Regions from separate parts of the Rattus norvegicus genome. Here region 2 is linked to region 1. Evidence: chromatin contacts called from public Hi-C data. All regions are on one chromosome and are shown on one strand. Each heading gives the region's core, a stretch centred on a gene start, on an enhancer-like site or on the middle of the called end of the contact. The rest is flanking DNA. Distances are from core to core; before and after follow the strand shown. Region 1 has its middle 31 kb from the start of Mapk6. Region 2 holds the start of Leo1 (LEO1 homolog, Paf1/RNA polymerase II complex component).

The links. A called contact is a pair of places that touch in the nucleus more often than the background predicts.
Region 2: a Hi-C map of kidney shows a contact between it and region 1, with 2.5 times the contacts expected there. The contact joins the promoter of Leo1 here to the enhancer-like site in region 1. A contact is called at or near these places in 12 of 12 Hi-C or Micro-C datasets (the A7r5 cell line, the Rat2 cell line, Schwann cells and 7 more).

What each region holds. Positions count from the first base shown.
Region 1 is chr8:85,015,627-85,023,267 of GRCr8, reverse strand. No RefSeq gene overlaps it. Among named protein-coding and RNA genes, the nearest start is that of Mapk6, 31 kb to the left of the region's middle. Within about 2 kb of position 4,172, at least 6 of the 93 cell types and tissues checked have an H3K27ac peak or open chromatin away from gene starts, as enhancers often do. A contact at or near this core is called in hepatocytes, kidney and liver, where this site is marked.
Region 2 is chr8:85,075,768-85,083,408 of GRCr8, reverse strand. It overlaps Leo1 (LEO1 homolog, Paf1/RNA polymerase II complex component), which reads right to left and starts at 3,373. Exons shown (of 12, transcript NM_001005548.1): 1 at 3,304-3,373. The coding sequence starts at 3,361.

The DNA.
Region 1 (7,641 bases), core at 2,923-5,422:
GGGGTTGGACCTAGGCCCTCTGGAATAGCAGCCAGAGCTCTCACCTGTAGTCTCTCCAGCCCCTGAGAGCAAATTTCAAATGGGCATCTACCATAATTCCTGGAAGTAACATGGGTGTAGGTTGATAATGTCTTTGTGGTTTTGAGTGCTTTTTGGGGTAACTTCTCATAAAACTTAAGTATTTATTAAAATAATTTTACATGTCTGTTTTGCCTGTATGTGTTGCATGTATACCACATGTACTCGATGTCTTAAAGAGGATGTGATCGGACCCATTATAGTGGAGTTACAGGTCTTTGGGAGCCAACATGAGTGGTGCTGGGAATTGAACTCAGCTTTTTTGGAAGAACATTGAGTACTCTTTTTTTTTTTTTTTTTTTTTTTTTTTTTTGGTTCTTTTTTTCAGAGCTGGGGACTGAACCCAGGGCCTTGCCCTTCCTAGGCAAGCGCTCTACCACTGAGCTAAATCCCCAACCCCACATTGAGTACTCTTAACCTCCGAGCCCTCTCTCCAGCCCCCACTCCTCATTTGATGATTTCTGCAAACAGTATTTTTTATTTTGTTATTTTTCCCATACTATGTTTTCTGTGCTATTCAATAAATACGGAACAAAGCCATTTGTTTGGGACAGACAGACTTCAGACCGGCCACAAACTACATGGTGGGAGATATAGGGAGAGAGGTAGAGAATCTATATTTGGGGTCAACCTTGGTCTATGCTACTCCAAGAGGAAGACTTCATTGCTTTATGTGATGTCACTGAAGCCCTCAACAGAGGTGCTCACAAGTTCTAAGGCGTCTGGGTCGGGCTAGACTCTAACCCCTTAAACGCACTGGGAAGTGTCTTTGTTCTGTGCACCAGCACTTGCTGACTGATAAAATCCGGAGGTTCGCCTGTCAAGTTTGAACATGCGGAACTCCTTGCTCACAGGCCTGAGGAGCTCTCCTTAAGTAGGCCAGGAGTGGCTTTTGGGGTGTAGCTGGTAGTCATAGAGTTCCTGGGGAAAGAGGTGGGATTTCATCAGCCACCTTGTCTGCTATGGTGCTGCATACAGGTGTCATTAAGCTCACCAAGCAGACATGTCCGTGTGTCCATGTCAGCACCTGGAGGGCCTCGCCGCTCGCGTGCTGCTGCAGGCCAGGTGATGGGATTCTGCTCATGCTGCCCTCTTTAAACTTCACCCCAAGCCTCTTTTTCATGTCTACCTTAAACCGCAGACTGATGTCTGTACACTTAGACTCCTCCCATAGCTGCCTTACTTGAACCTCTCACTAGCTCCAGCTGCAACTGAGATAGTGCCCTGGGCAGTACTGACTTAAGCATGCAGGCCTCAGAGTCGAGTCCCGACTAAATCTCACGCTTCAGCCGTGGCTTACCAGCTTTGCCCTTGCATAGGCTTCTTATTCATAGACAGGGCCATTAATATACAACTTACAGGTTACCATAAAACTTAAATGAGGGAGGGGCTGGAGAGATGGCTCAGTGGTTAACAGCACGGATTGCTCTTCCAGAGGTCCTGAGTTCAATTCCCAGCAACCACATGGTGGCTCACAGCCATCTGTAATGGGATCTGATGCCCTCTTCTGGTGTGTCTGAAGACAGCTACAGTGTACTTATATATAATCAATAAATCTTTTTTTAAAAAAAGACTTAAACGAGAACACTGAATACAGGCATTTAGCATGGTGCTTGGTACTTAGAATATGCCTGATTTTCACGTGTGTGAGTTTTGCATGTACATTTGTCTATCACGCCTATGCCTAGCGTCCAGAGATCAGGAGAGGGTGTCAGATGACTTGGAACTAGAATTAATGACAGTTGCTAGCCACCAATCGGATGCTGGGATTCAAACCTAGGTCCTCTGGAAGAGCTGTCAGGGCTTTAAATCTTTACTAAGCCACTATTCCAGAGTCAGATTTATCTTTGATTATGTGTGAGTGGGTGTGTGTGTGCGTGTGTATTGTGCAGTGCTCACGGAGGTCAGGAATATTGGATCCCCCAAAGCTGGAGTCACTGACTGCTATTAGCGTCTCAGTGTGGGTACTGGAAACTGAATCCAGGTTTTCTGCAAGAGCAGTGTGTGCTCTCCAGTCCCCTTTAGTAAGTTTTTTTTTTTTATAATATTTGTCCTATTTGAATTATTGTCCATTTGTTACTGGAGTTAGGTCCAGCTTAGACCCTGACAATCCTCAAATAGGCCAGGCTCAGCCATCTGCCTTCAAAAGGCCTGCTGAAGGGACAAATTGATACTAAAAACCGGAAAAGGGCAGATTTGGGAGACAAACAAATCAAAGGTCCTATGACCACCCAGCCCCCTCCCGAGTCTATTTTCTAAGTCCTAACATGAAGCTCTGGTGTAAGTAAGGGGGGGGGGGGTTGGGGATTTAGCTCAGTGGTAGAGCGCTTGCCTAGGAAGCACAAGGCCCTGGGTTCAGTCCCCAGCTCCGAAAAAAAGAACAACAACAACAAAAAAAAGTAAGGGGTCAGGGGTGTAGAACAGGTCTCACGTGAGGCCTGGTCCCATTCATTATCATTGCATGGGCTCCAGTCTCTTTTAAATGGTGGACAAGCTGTAACTCTGTTTCTAGGAGACAACGTCCCTCTCCACCACCCCACCCCTCAGGTATCCAGGTATGAGACAGCCCTGGATATTCCAGCTTTGGAGAGTTCATTGTTTCAATAGTCTGATGGTCTCTGTCATCTGCCTGCCTGCCTCTGCCCCTCTCTCTCTCTCTCTCTCTCTCTCTCTCTCTCTCTCTCTCTATCTCTCTCTGTGCGCACACACGTATTTTAGAAATCTGTCCTGCCAGGACTGTTTGTTCATTCTTTCCAGAGCAGATAGAAACACTCCGACTGTCTTCAGTAAGTAATCTTTCCACGTTAGAACGTCGTATCTTGACGGCCAGGGCTTTCTGCTGTAGCTCTGGGCTCGCTTTCTGTCTTTTCTCACTGAGCCAGACTCTTGCTACAAACAGTTCCATGTGGGAAGCCTTCTGCCCGCAAGGCCAGCCTGATTCATATCCACTTTCCAGGTTTGCCAAGAGCAGTCTCTGTCCCTAAATCCCAAACAAAATATTCATCAGGAAGCCGAAAGCCCTGGGGTCTGGAACCGAAGTCTTCTCTAGCCTTGGGTAAATTTTATACCTTTTCTAGAAATCCATGCCCTATCCATCTGTAGGTCCTGTGGTAATAGCAAGAATCAGTCTCTCACCACCTCCCTAGCTTTGGTCTCTGTGAGATGCAGCCTGCCCTTAGGGATTTGGACAATATCCTGATAGGTTCCCTGCTGCTGCCGTGATCTCTGACAGCTTCGTTCTAACCACTTGTTTGCTTTGTTTGTTTTTTTTATATATGAGCCTACAATGGCCATTCTTTCTTTTCTTTCTTTCTTTCTTTTTTTTTTTTTTTTTTTTTTTTTGCGGAGCTGGGGACCAAACCCAGGGCCTTGCGCCTCCTAGGCAAGCGCTCTACCCTGAGCTAAATCCCCAACCCCGCTTTGTTTGTTTTTTAAGATGTGATCTTACTCTGTTTCCAGGCTGGTCTAACACTCAGCAGTTCCCCTGCTTCTGCTGAGGATTATGGGTATGAACTACCATGCCTAAGCAGATTGAGCCCTTTTATTAAAAAAAATTAAAGATTATTAATAAAATATTACCTATAAATTTATGAGAGAGAGAGAGAGAGAGAGAGAGGCTTCTGAGGAGGCAGAAGAGGCATTAGGTCCTCTGGAGTTCCTGGCATGATAGGCAGTTGTAAATTACCATCCCCAAACCCCAGATGTAGTCTGGGGCCCATACATATCCAGTGCTCTGAGCTCATCTGGTCAGTCCTCAACACTCAGGTTTTGACCGGGAGGCACATTGTACCTGCCAGCACAGGCTCCCCTCCCACCACCTGACTTCATACCTCCCCGGCTTATCCGACCTCCGGACCCAGTCCAAGCTGCACATCTTGAGCTATGGCCAAGCCTGATATATCTGTCTGGTTCTGCCCTGTGTGTACGCTCTCCAATCCCCAGATCTAGCCTGGGCCCACATCTAGGGAGTGGGAGTCTACTCAGCTCCACCCATGTCATACCAAACTGCCAGGATTTGGCCATAACACACATCCTGCCTGCCCGCCCAGCCTGGCCCCACCTCCTACCACATGACTTCAACCTGTGTCACAACCAACTTCCAGGACCAACAGGAGCCAACACACCTCACACTGCAGCCCAGTCTGGTGACACTGTATCTGACACAGAACAAACAAAAGATGTCCACATGCCCAGGCTTCATTGGAAAAAAAAAACCAAACAATATAAAAGATGAACACAGTATGTGCCCCTCCCCCGTTCACCAGTCCTGTAGAATTACCTAGTTGAACACAAGGGCACAGAATTTAAAAGAATACACATAAGCTTCAGAGAATTCAAGGAGGGCAAACAATACAACAGCTCAATACACTTAAAGAAAATGTAATGAGAGAGTAAACATCTTGGAAAGATGCCCAAGAAAACACAAACATAATTCTGAATGAAATTGATGATCTGGAATTCGAAAACAGAATCCAATAAAGAGAAATACTGGTGAGCACACAGGTTGGAGTGAAGACGGGATTAAAATAGCCTAAGTAGAAAAGTCAGGGGCAGCCCTTGCAAGTAGAACGGATCAAATAGAAGACAGAATGTTAGGATTTGAAGGTCAAGCAGAAGAATCAGACCACAGGAGCAAAGAATATGAAACACACACATGGCGGGGTGTGGAAGGGGGCGGGGTTATGCAGAACTACAGAATGCAATAAAAGACTAAATCTGCAAATTATATGCATGGATGAAGTAGGAAAGTTCTAGGTCATTGTCATAAACCAGATTTTCAACAGGATCATAAAAGACGTCCTCAAACTAAGGGAGGACATACAGATAGATGCAATGAATGCATAGAACATCAACTACAGGAGACCAGAAGAGCTCCCCAGGGCATGTCATAGCTAAAACACTATGTAGACGACAGAGTATTAGAAATGGCTAGAGAAGAAAATGTAAGTCGCATATAAAAGAATGACATCTCTTGTTTGGTTGGTTGGTTTTTGAGTCAGGGTTTCTCTGTGTAGAGATGGCTGTCCTGAGCCTTGCTCTAGAGACCAGGCTGTCCTTACACTTATTGAGATGCACCTCTGCCTCCTGAGTGCTGGGATTAAAGGTGTGCACCACCACTACCTGGAAACATTTTTTTAAAAAGATTTATTTATTATGTATACAGTGTTCTGCCTGCATGTATGCCTCCAGGCCAGAAGAGGGCACCAGATCTCATTACAGGTGGTTGTAAGTCACCATGTGGTTGCTGGGAATTGAACTCAGGGCCTCTGGAAGAGCAACCAGTGCCCTTAACCCCTGAGCCATCTCACCAGCCCACAACTGGTTTCTTAATGAAAACGTGGAAAGCCAGAAGATCTTGGAACAATGCACTGCACATTATAAGAGGCTATAGCTGCTAGCGTGGACCGCTCTGCCCACCAAAACTGTCTGCCATCGTTGAAGGAGAGGGAAAACAGTGATACACACAAGCTGAAAAGAATTCATATCCAGGGTACCAACTCTAACAGAATATTGGAAACAATTCTCCAGCCTGAAGAGAGGAATAAGTATAACCAAGGTGCTGTAGTTAAAAAACAAAGCTGCAAACATTGAAACAGAGTCTGACTAAGATCACAAACAGCAAAAAGACAATAAAATGCACTCAGTGTACAACCTTCAAATGTAACTTAACACTGTAATCGAAAGGCACAGGCTGGCTGAATAGATCAAGAAACAAAATCTGGGGTTGGAAAGATGGCCAAGTGGCTAAGAGCACTGACTGTTCTTCCAGAGGACCCACACCATGGCTGATAACTATAACTCCGGTTACAGGGCATCTGACAGCTGTTTCTGACATCCATGGGCACTGCACACATGTGGGCTGCAGACATGCATGCAAGCAGAACACCCATACACATAAGAGAAAGATAAACCGGGCATGACGCCATGTGCCTTTAGACCTGGCACTTGGGAAGCCCTGGTAGGTGGATCTCTGTGAGTTAGAGGCCATCCTGGTCTAAGTGAGTTCCAGGAGACCTTGTCCCCCAGAGAAGTAAATTAATTAATAAATCTCAAACTTAAGAAAAAGAATTTCCGGGGCTGGGGATTTAGCTCAGTGGTAGAGCGCTTGCCTAGGAAGCGCAAGGCCCTGGGTTCAGTCCCCAGCTCCGAAAAAAAGAACCAAAAAAAAAAAAAAAAAAAAAAAAAAAAAAAAAAAAAAGAAAGAATTTCCTTTTTCTGCTGTCTGCAATAAACTCACATTTAGGATGCTTTAAAAATCGGGGATCATCTTAAAGTGAAAGAACAGAAAACAGTTCTCCAATCAAATGAACAAGAAGGTGAGAAGGCACTGCTATCCTGGTATCTGACAACATGGACTTCACCCTAAAGCTCATCAGAAGAGATAAAGGACAACACTTCAGAACAGTTAAAAAAAATTACAGTCCTAAACATAAATGCACCAAACTCTGAGGCATCTGACTTCACAGAAAGTGCACTGCTGGGATTAAAGATACAGATTCACGGGGTTGGAGATTTAGCTCAGTGGTAGAGTGCTTGCCTAGCAAGCACAAGGCCCTGGGTTCGGTCCCCAGCTCCGAAAAAAAAGAAAAAAAAAAGATACAGATTCACACCCACTCAGTAGTAGATGACAATGTCAGCACTCCACTGTCCCAACTGACAGGCCACCTGAACAAAAACAGAAACATAAGAATCAAAAGCCGTCACACAGCAAATAGACTTAGTACATCTCTACAGAATATTTTACCCAAACACCAAGTAATAGACATTCTACCCAGCAGCCCATGGGAGCTGCTTTAAATAGGCCACATCCTGGGGCACAAACCTTAATAAATTCAGAAAAAAATTAAATTCCCTCAGTGTATACTACCTGAACACAATGTAATAAAGTTTAAGACCAACAGAAAACAAATCTCTGGTAGGTACTCAGAATCATTAACTCATAATGATGTATGGGTCAAAGAGATCAAGAAAAAATTCCTAGAGCTAATTGAAAACAAAACCTTGGGGCTGGAGAGATGGCTCAGCAGTTAAGAGCACTGGCTGCTCTTTCAGAGGACCTGAGTTCAAATCCCAGCAACGATATGGTGGCTCACAACCATCTGTAATGGGATCTGGTGCCCCCTTCTGGTGTGTCTGAAGACAGTGACAGTGTACTCATATAAATAAAAATTAATAAAAACCATTAAAAACAAAACAAAACCTTGAAACACTCTAAAAGTAGCCACATGAGGGAGGTGAGTAAGTTTAATTAACTCCTTTAAAAAAATCAAACGGCTGGGTGTGGTACTGCACGCCTCTAATCCCGGCATTCAGGAGGCAGCGACAGAGTAACTAACTTAATCGCCCAATGTCTGGCACTCACTTATGGTGTTCTGATCTCTTCCAAAGGTCTGGGTTTCGTCTCCAGCACCACCTTCTGTCCATAGCACACCTTGTCTCCGAGGCTCAGGCTGGCTTTGTGCCAAGATGCTGCTGCTCTTGCTGGTCATCCCACGCTATGTGTCTCCAAAATTTGAGGAGTGTTCTCCTGCAGGTGGGCTACACTTTCATCAGTAGCCTCTC
Region 2 (7,641 bases), core at 2,124-4,623, 61 kb before region 1:
CCTGGTTTCTATTGTGTCTTGTCAAGTATTCGTGAGCAAAGGGAGCAAAGAAACAAAAAGAAGTTGCAGATATCCTGAGGACAGAGATTGGACCAGCCCCAGCCCCAAGAAACTCGATGACCCCAATCAGCAGGAAGTAGCCTATAGAGGTTTGTACCCCCTTTCCCCTCTAGCCTTCTTTCTCTCCTACCTAGTGTTGGGGGTGGGGGGGGATTGGAAAGGAACAGAGTGAGAAAAGGGTTGGAAGGGAGTTAGAGGTATAAGAACCCAATCAAATAAAGATTTATTTATTTATTATCTTTTAAGTACATTGTAGCTGTCTTCAGACACACCAGAAGAAGACATCAGATTTCATTACAGATGGTTGTGAGCCACCATGTGGTTGCTGGGATTTGACCTCAGGTCCTCTGGAAGAGCAGTCAGTGCTCTTAACCACTGAGCCACCTCTCCAGCCCGAATCCAATCAAATAATAAAACAAATATGCCAACAGAAGAAAGTAATAGCTAAAGAAATAATGACCCAAATTTAATCAATCTACACATCCAAGAAGTTCAATTAATAAATGCCACATTGAAAAAACTTAAGGAATCCACACTTAAACATATCAAGTTGTTTGATATGAATCTTGAAAACAAGCAAACAAAAAGAGAATTATCTCATACAAGGGACCCTTACAAGGATGACAGAAACCACAAAAGCAAACCAGGCATCCTAATGTGGAGAGGGAGAGACTGTTCAACAAGGACACTTTCTTCTTTTCTTTTTTGAAGTGCTGACAACAGGACCTGGCAGTGTTAGTCAAGAGCATGAACCCTAAGCCATGATTCAGCCTCAGAGTTTTATATCTTGCAACTATGCTTCAAAGAAATTTTAATAATTTAAAGGGGTTTAGGAGTCATAGAAAACATTTTAGAATGAATGAATGAAAGTGAAGACATTACACCAATTCTTAGGGGACAAAAGGAAAGCAGTGTCACTCGAAAGGAAACATCTCAGTCAAATACCTACCTTAACATCGTAAGAGATCAGAAAAAGAAAGCCCAAGCCAGGCAGTGGTGGCGCACACCTTTGACCCCAGGACTGAGGAGGCAGAGGCAGGCAGATCTCTGAGTTCGAGGCCAGCCTGTTCTACAAAGCAAGTTCTGGGACAGCCGGGGCTACATAGAGAAACCCTGTCTGGGAGGGGGAGGGTCTGGAGGGGGAAAGCAGCAAGGGAACAGAAAATGAAAAAACAGTAGATAATCAATAAAAACAGTAGTTTTTTTTTTCTTCAGCAAATAAGTTCTTATAGTCTCATTGGATTGCCTGTGACTTGTGCCAATCCTCCTGCCTCTTGTCTTTGAGTGTTAGGATCATAGAGATGCACATCATGCCTGGCTAACAGCTCATTCCTTTAAAACTAACAAAATTAAACCTTCAGGCAGACTGTCCAAGAAAAAAAAAAAAAAAGCAAGACTCGAATTACTAAAGTCAGGAATGCAAGTGGGCACGCCATTATTGATCTCACAGAGACAAAGATTATAAACCTTAAATAACGCTAGAAACCTAGACACATTCCTTCTGAGGTCAAGAACAATATCTACTTTTGCAAGCCCCATTCAAACCTCATAAAGAGAGCACTAGCAGGAGGAAGGTAAATAAACAGGTAAGGGAAAGAAACGGGACAACTATCTCTAATCACCCTGGCATGGTTTCACATGTAGAAAACCCCATGGGAGCCACAAAAACTATTACAGTGAATATATGAGTATCAGGATAGCACCAAGTCACAAGATCAACGTATAGCAGAAATAAAAAATATGAAGTAACTACTAACTGAAAGCGGAGGTACACATACTTAATACCAGCACTCACCGAGGTAGGGGGATCAGAAGTATAAAGTCGACAAAGGCAACATACACAGCAGATCTGTAGAAGAAAGAGAGGAAAAGGAAGGGAAGGAAGGAGGGAGGGAGGCAGGCAGGCAAGGCAGGCAGACAAGCAGGCAGGCCTACCAAGTTCTACTGTTACATCCATAGCAACTTCAAGACCAAGAGCAATTGTCAAGGACAGCACACCAGACCTGGAAGTAAATCTTAGAGCGCCCACTAACTCAATGGTAAAGTGGAAGGAAACTGCCATGACCTTAAAAGAAGTTTTAAAAAGAAAAGATGGGGTTGGGGGGTGATCTTCGAATTGCAATCTGTAAACTCCACTTCCCTAGGCTACGGGTTGCTATGAGAAAGCACCGCAGATACACCTCACTAAACAATGCTTTCAACTGTGTATCGGAAAAGCGCTAAGCATTAATGTAAGCTGGGAGAGGGGAACTTGTTTTCTCCTGATCGCGTCCCAACACCTAAAAGAGGTAGCTAGGAAGTGCTAGGAGTCCTTGTTTACTCAATGAATGAAAAGCTTCATGGGAAACATGGGAAGGTTTACACAGAATTGTGCCTCGAAGACACGGTGACTAAACTAAGAGAAAAACACACTAGCAAAAACACTAGCAGGGCAGGAATTAGTATACGGTCATATTCCGGGCTTAACCTGAGTAGAACCATCACAGGGGAGTTCAGTTCTCTGTACTTTTACCTAGTGCTCCTGTCACACTGGAGTAATTACATACTAACTGGAGTTGGCGACAAATGGGGGGGAGGGGGCAAGGAAATGACATGTGTACAGGTTGATTTGGGCCCGGAGGGCTGCAAGAATTCTGAAGATCATCTCGGATCTTTCCTCATTCTTCTTCTATTCATATCTCAAATTCAGATATTCGTAGACCTGTGCCAGAAGTGCCCCCATGAACCAGAATTCATTCATTCATCACAAATCCTCTGTCACTCTTCTCCAACCACCCCCAGAAGCTTCCCCATTCTTACATCACAGACAAGGAAACCAGCTTTCTGCACAGGCTCTCCAAGGGCACCCCATTTCCAGTGTGCGTAGACCTTCGGTATAGCTCCAACCTGATCCCTCCCAGACCCTCCAGGAGCATCTGCAGTCTCCCCGTTGAGTCGCTCTTTCACAAGGGGCGTTATCACGCCCGATGGGTAGTTGAACAGCCACCCCATCAATCGGCCAAGTGTGCACGGAGGTGCACAAGCCACTCGTTCTCATTCTGCCCCACAACGAGCCCAGGCCGGTCTCTAACCGTCCAGGCACAGACTCCGCGCCCGTGTCTCGGGAGAGGCTGGCACCGCCGGGCATGCAGGGGGCGCTGGGCAAGAGCGTGGGGGCAATCACGTTGCCCGGAACCGCGCCTCCGGCCGGAAAGCAATCCGCCGCCCCATGCACCCATCCGCGGAGCTCCCCGCCCTACGCACCTTTGCGCTCGGCCTCGCTCTCAGCTTCGCTCCCGAAGAGGTCCTCCATGTCCGCCATGGCAGCTGGGTCCGCGGCCTTGGCCTGGTCGACTCGAGCCTGCTTTACGGCCGGAGCAGTCCACGCACGACGTGTCGTAAAGAGCCGCACAAAGACCCACTTTGCCTCTGTGACCTAGTTTTGGACTGCAGTCGGCGGGCTCCGCCCCTAGAGTGTCTGTGCTCACCACCTAGCCCGTTAGCCTGCTCGCCTGCATTATGAAGCATGGGATGTCCAGCCGACTTGTTTACGACTTGTCAGCTGCGGCCAGGTTTCTTAAAAATAGTTGAGGGCGGGTGTGGTCGCTCTGCACTGGGTAGGCAGATCTCTTTGAGTACCAGGCCAGCTTCGTTTACATAGCAAGTTTCGGACAGACAGACAGCTATGGCTACACACGTAGACCCTGTGACAAAAGAATAAAACTTAAGTCATTGAGAGCTCTAGCCTGAAGCACGCCTGTAATCCAGCACTCTAGAGGCAAAGGGTTAGAAATTCATCCTCGACTGCATAACAGTGTTGGAATCCTTGAGAACCACACCCTTTAAAAAAAAAAGACCTCATGAGATAGTTCGGTAAATGACCTGCCCTTCAAGACTAAAGACCTGGTTTCAGAAAACCCAGCACCTACTTAAACCCAGACATGGCTTCCAACATCCATAATCCCGCTATCAGGTTTAATAAAGGACCCTCTCTTAAAATAGAGATGCTGGATGGTGGTGGCGAGGCCAGCCTGGTCTACAGAGCAAGTTCCAGGACAGCCAGGCTATACATAGAGACTTGTCTCTCAAAAAAAAAGGTTCTGCGTGGTGGGGTGGGCGGGGTGAAGAGCAATCCAGGAATACACTGGAAATGGGCCTTTGACCTCTAGGCACATGGGCAGTAGCTCAGTACAGAGCTTGCCTATTAGTAGTGACGTTCAAATTCAATCTGCACTGGAAAAATAAAAGATTTAGGACTAATAATCCCAACATGGGAGGCTGAGGCAGGAAGACAACAGAATTTGAGGCCAGTTCGGGATACAAAAAGAGCTGGATTAAGAAGAAGGATGAAGAACTGGAGAGATGGCTCAGCGGTTAAGAGCACTGACTGCTCTTCCAGAGGTCCTGAGTTCAACTCCCAGCAAACACATGGTGACTCACAACCATCTGTAATGGGATCCAATGCCCTCTTCTGGTGTCTAAAGATATAGCTACAGTGTGTTCATATACATAATAAAGAAATTTAAAAAAAAAGGATGAAGCGTTTTAGGTTAGTGTCTGACAGTATTTGCCAACTTCTGATCTCTTCTTTAAATTACTATTAAAATACATTTATTTTTATTTTTTAAAATGTGCTTGGGTGTTTTACTTTGCAGATAGATAGATAGATAGATAGATAGATAGATAGATAGATAGATGATAGATGCATATGTGCACCACGTGCACACCTGGTACCCGAAGACATCAGAAAGTGGCATCAATCACATCCCCTGGGCCTGGGGTTGAAGATGGCTGTGAGCTGCCAGGTGAGTGCTATGAATCAAACCCGGGTTCTCTGGAAGAACAACCAGTGCAACCCAGCCAGTGTTCATAACCACAGAGCCATCTCTCCAAACCTTTGCTTCCAACCATTTTTGTTTGTTTGCTTTAGAATTTTAGGTAAGAGATTGTAGATCTATAAGAGAGATGGGCATGGTTCTCAACGTGTGGGTTGTGACTTCCTTGACAAATCTTTCTCTCCAGAAATATTTCTATCGTGATTCACTATAGTAGCAAAAACAAACAAACAAAAACAATTGTGAAGTAGCAACAAGAATAATTTTATGGGCTGGAGAGATGGCTCAGTGGTTAAGAGCACTGACTGCTCTTCCAGAGGTCATGAGTTCAATTCCCAGCAACCACATGGTGGCTCACAACCATCTGTAATGAGATCTGGTGCCCTCTTCTGGCCTGCAGTCACTATATGCAGGCAGAATGCTGTACATAAAATAAATAAATAAATCTTTAAAAAAAGAATAATTTTATGTTGGCGTTGGGAGGTGGCCACACACATGTATTAAAGGGCGGGAGCACTAGGGAGGTGGAGAACCATGAGAACCATTGCAAGAAGATATATTCTACTGTATTACTGTTTTGATGTGTGAAAAGCAGGAGGAGATAGAGAGGTTAAGTGGCTCTTGATGACATAGCCAATATGATCTGCTCGGCCATAATGTAAATAATCACGTAAAATTTGTCAGCAGTCTTTGAGTTGGGTGTAGGGCTTGTCCTGTTGTCACAAACAAGGCTGGTCTCAGGCCCAGGCTCCTCTGAGTGCTTGGACTGTAAGCATTTAACATTTAACCATTTCATTTTATTTTATTTTACAGACAGGATGTCATGTAGCTCAAACTGGCTTCAACTCTCTTTGTGGCTGAAGCTGGCCTGCAGAACCTCTGAGATCCTCCTACCTCTTTAAGTGTAAAAACTGGATTAGAGTCACCTGGCCTGGTTTGGTATTTGACTCTTATAACAAATACATATCCATAATTAGTAACTAAATATCCCAAGGGAATCTTTAATGTAAATTAAATAAAGCAAGAGGAAAGGGGAAAGAAGGGGAAGGGAAGGAGTGAGGGACAGAGAGAACAGTTGTACGTGAGGTATGCTGGGCTTCTCAAGAGTGGATGGTAAGAAATAAGTCAGTTGGGTACCTTTAATCCAAGCACTTGGGAGGCAGAGCAGGCTGATCTCTGAGTTCAAGGCCATCTTGGTCAAGGGAGTGAGTTTCAGGACAGCTGGGGCTACACAGAGAGACAGTTTGGAAAAACAAAACAAAAAATTACAAATTAAAAGAAATTCGTCTAAGACATATAGTTAAGGAAGAAAAATTTAAGTACCGTACATACATGCAAAACTACCATTAAAATTCTGTGTCCTGGCCACAGTGGCACTTGTGCAAGCAGAGGCAGGTGGATCTCTGTGAGTTCAAGGACAGGCTGGTCTACAGATCAAGTTCCAAGACAACCAGGATGGCATATTTGAGACCCTGTCTCAAAAGAGCAAAAAAGGAAACAGAACCCAAACCTCTGTGTATAGCACGAAATTGACCAATTGTCTGCAGAAAAGCCGATCAGTAGAAGCTGGAAATGGTGGTTGCCTCCTGAGAAAGAAACCCAAGAACGGTAGAGTAGGCAGGGGAGAAATGCCATCATTAACTTTTTTAAAAGATTAATTATTTTTATCTGTACACACACACACACACACACACACACACACACACACACACACACACACACACACATATGCCCCTACCTGTGCCTGGTGTCTCTACATGTACCACCCGCAGAAACCAGGAGAGGGCATCAGATCCTCTGGAACTGGAGTTATGAACCACTTAAAATGGATGCTAGGACCCAACCTCAAATCTTCAGTGTAGTACCAGCTCATAACTGCTGGGCCATTTCTCCTGCTCCACTACTGCCTTTTTTAAAAAAATACCCCCTGGGTTTTGTATAAAATATCCTCTAAAATTAAAGTCAAATTTAGAAATTCTAAAACGTTACCAAATGCCACTGGTGCTTAATTAGCTCTGGGTGCAAAGATTTTTTTTTTGTTCTCTTTTTTAGATTTTTGTACAATGGGGATATATTAGAATGAGTAAGGACATATTTTCTTTTTATCTAGTAGTACAGACTGTGTTGTGGCTTTCCTACTATTTGGCGTGCTGGTTAGGGTTTCGTTTGTCAACTTGACATAAGCTAGAGTCATCTGGAAAGAGACGCCCTCAAGCAGGAACATGCATCCATCAGATTGGCCCTTAGGTAAGCTGTAGGGAATTTTCTCCGTTAATGATTGCGGTGGGAGGGCCCAGTGCATTATGGGTGGCGCCACCGCTGGGCAGGTGGTTCTGGGTCATATACCAAGCCTGGGAGCAGCACGCCTGCCTCCAGGGCTCTGCTTCAGCCCTTGCCTTGAGTTTCTGCCCAGATTTCCCTTCAAGATGGAATGTACACTGTAAGGTGAAATAAGCTCGTTCCTTCCCAAATTGCTTCTAGTCAATGTTTTGTCACAACAATAAAAAGTAAACTGACATTTGGCGTGGAGGATTCTGACAATTGTTTTTATAATTGTAGCGGCAATGCATAATGTAGTATAAACTGAAAATCACACTAGTTGCCCCCGCCCTCTGTGTGTGTGTGTGTGTGTGTGTGTGTGTGTGTGTGTCTGTACATACTTGGCACTATAAAACTTATTTGGACGTGAAGCTAGTTTCCATATGAAAGAATTTTCTGGTTATTTAGAAACAGACAGAAAATACACTTCCTAAAATTAAGTTTAAGC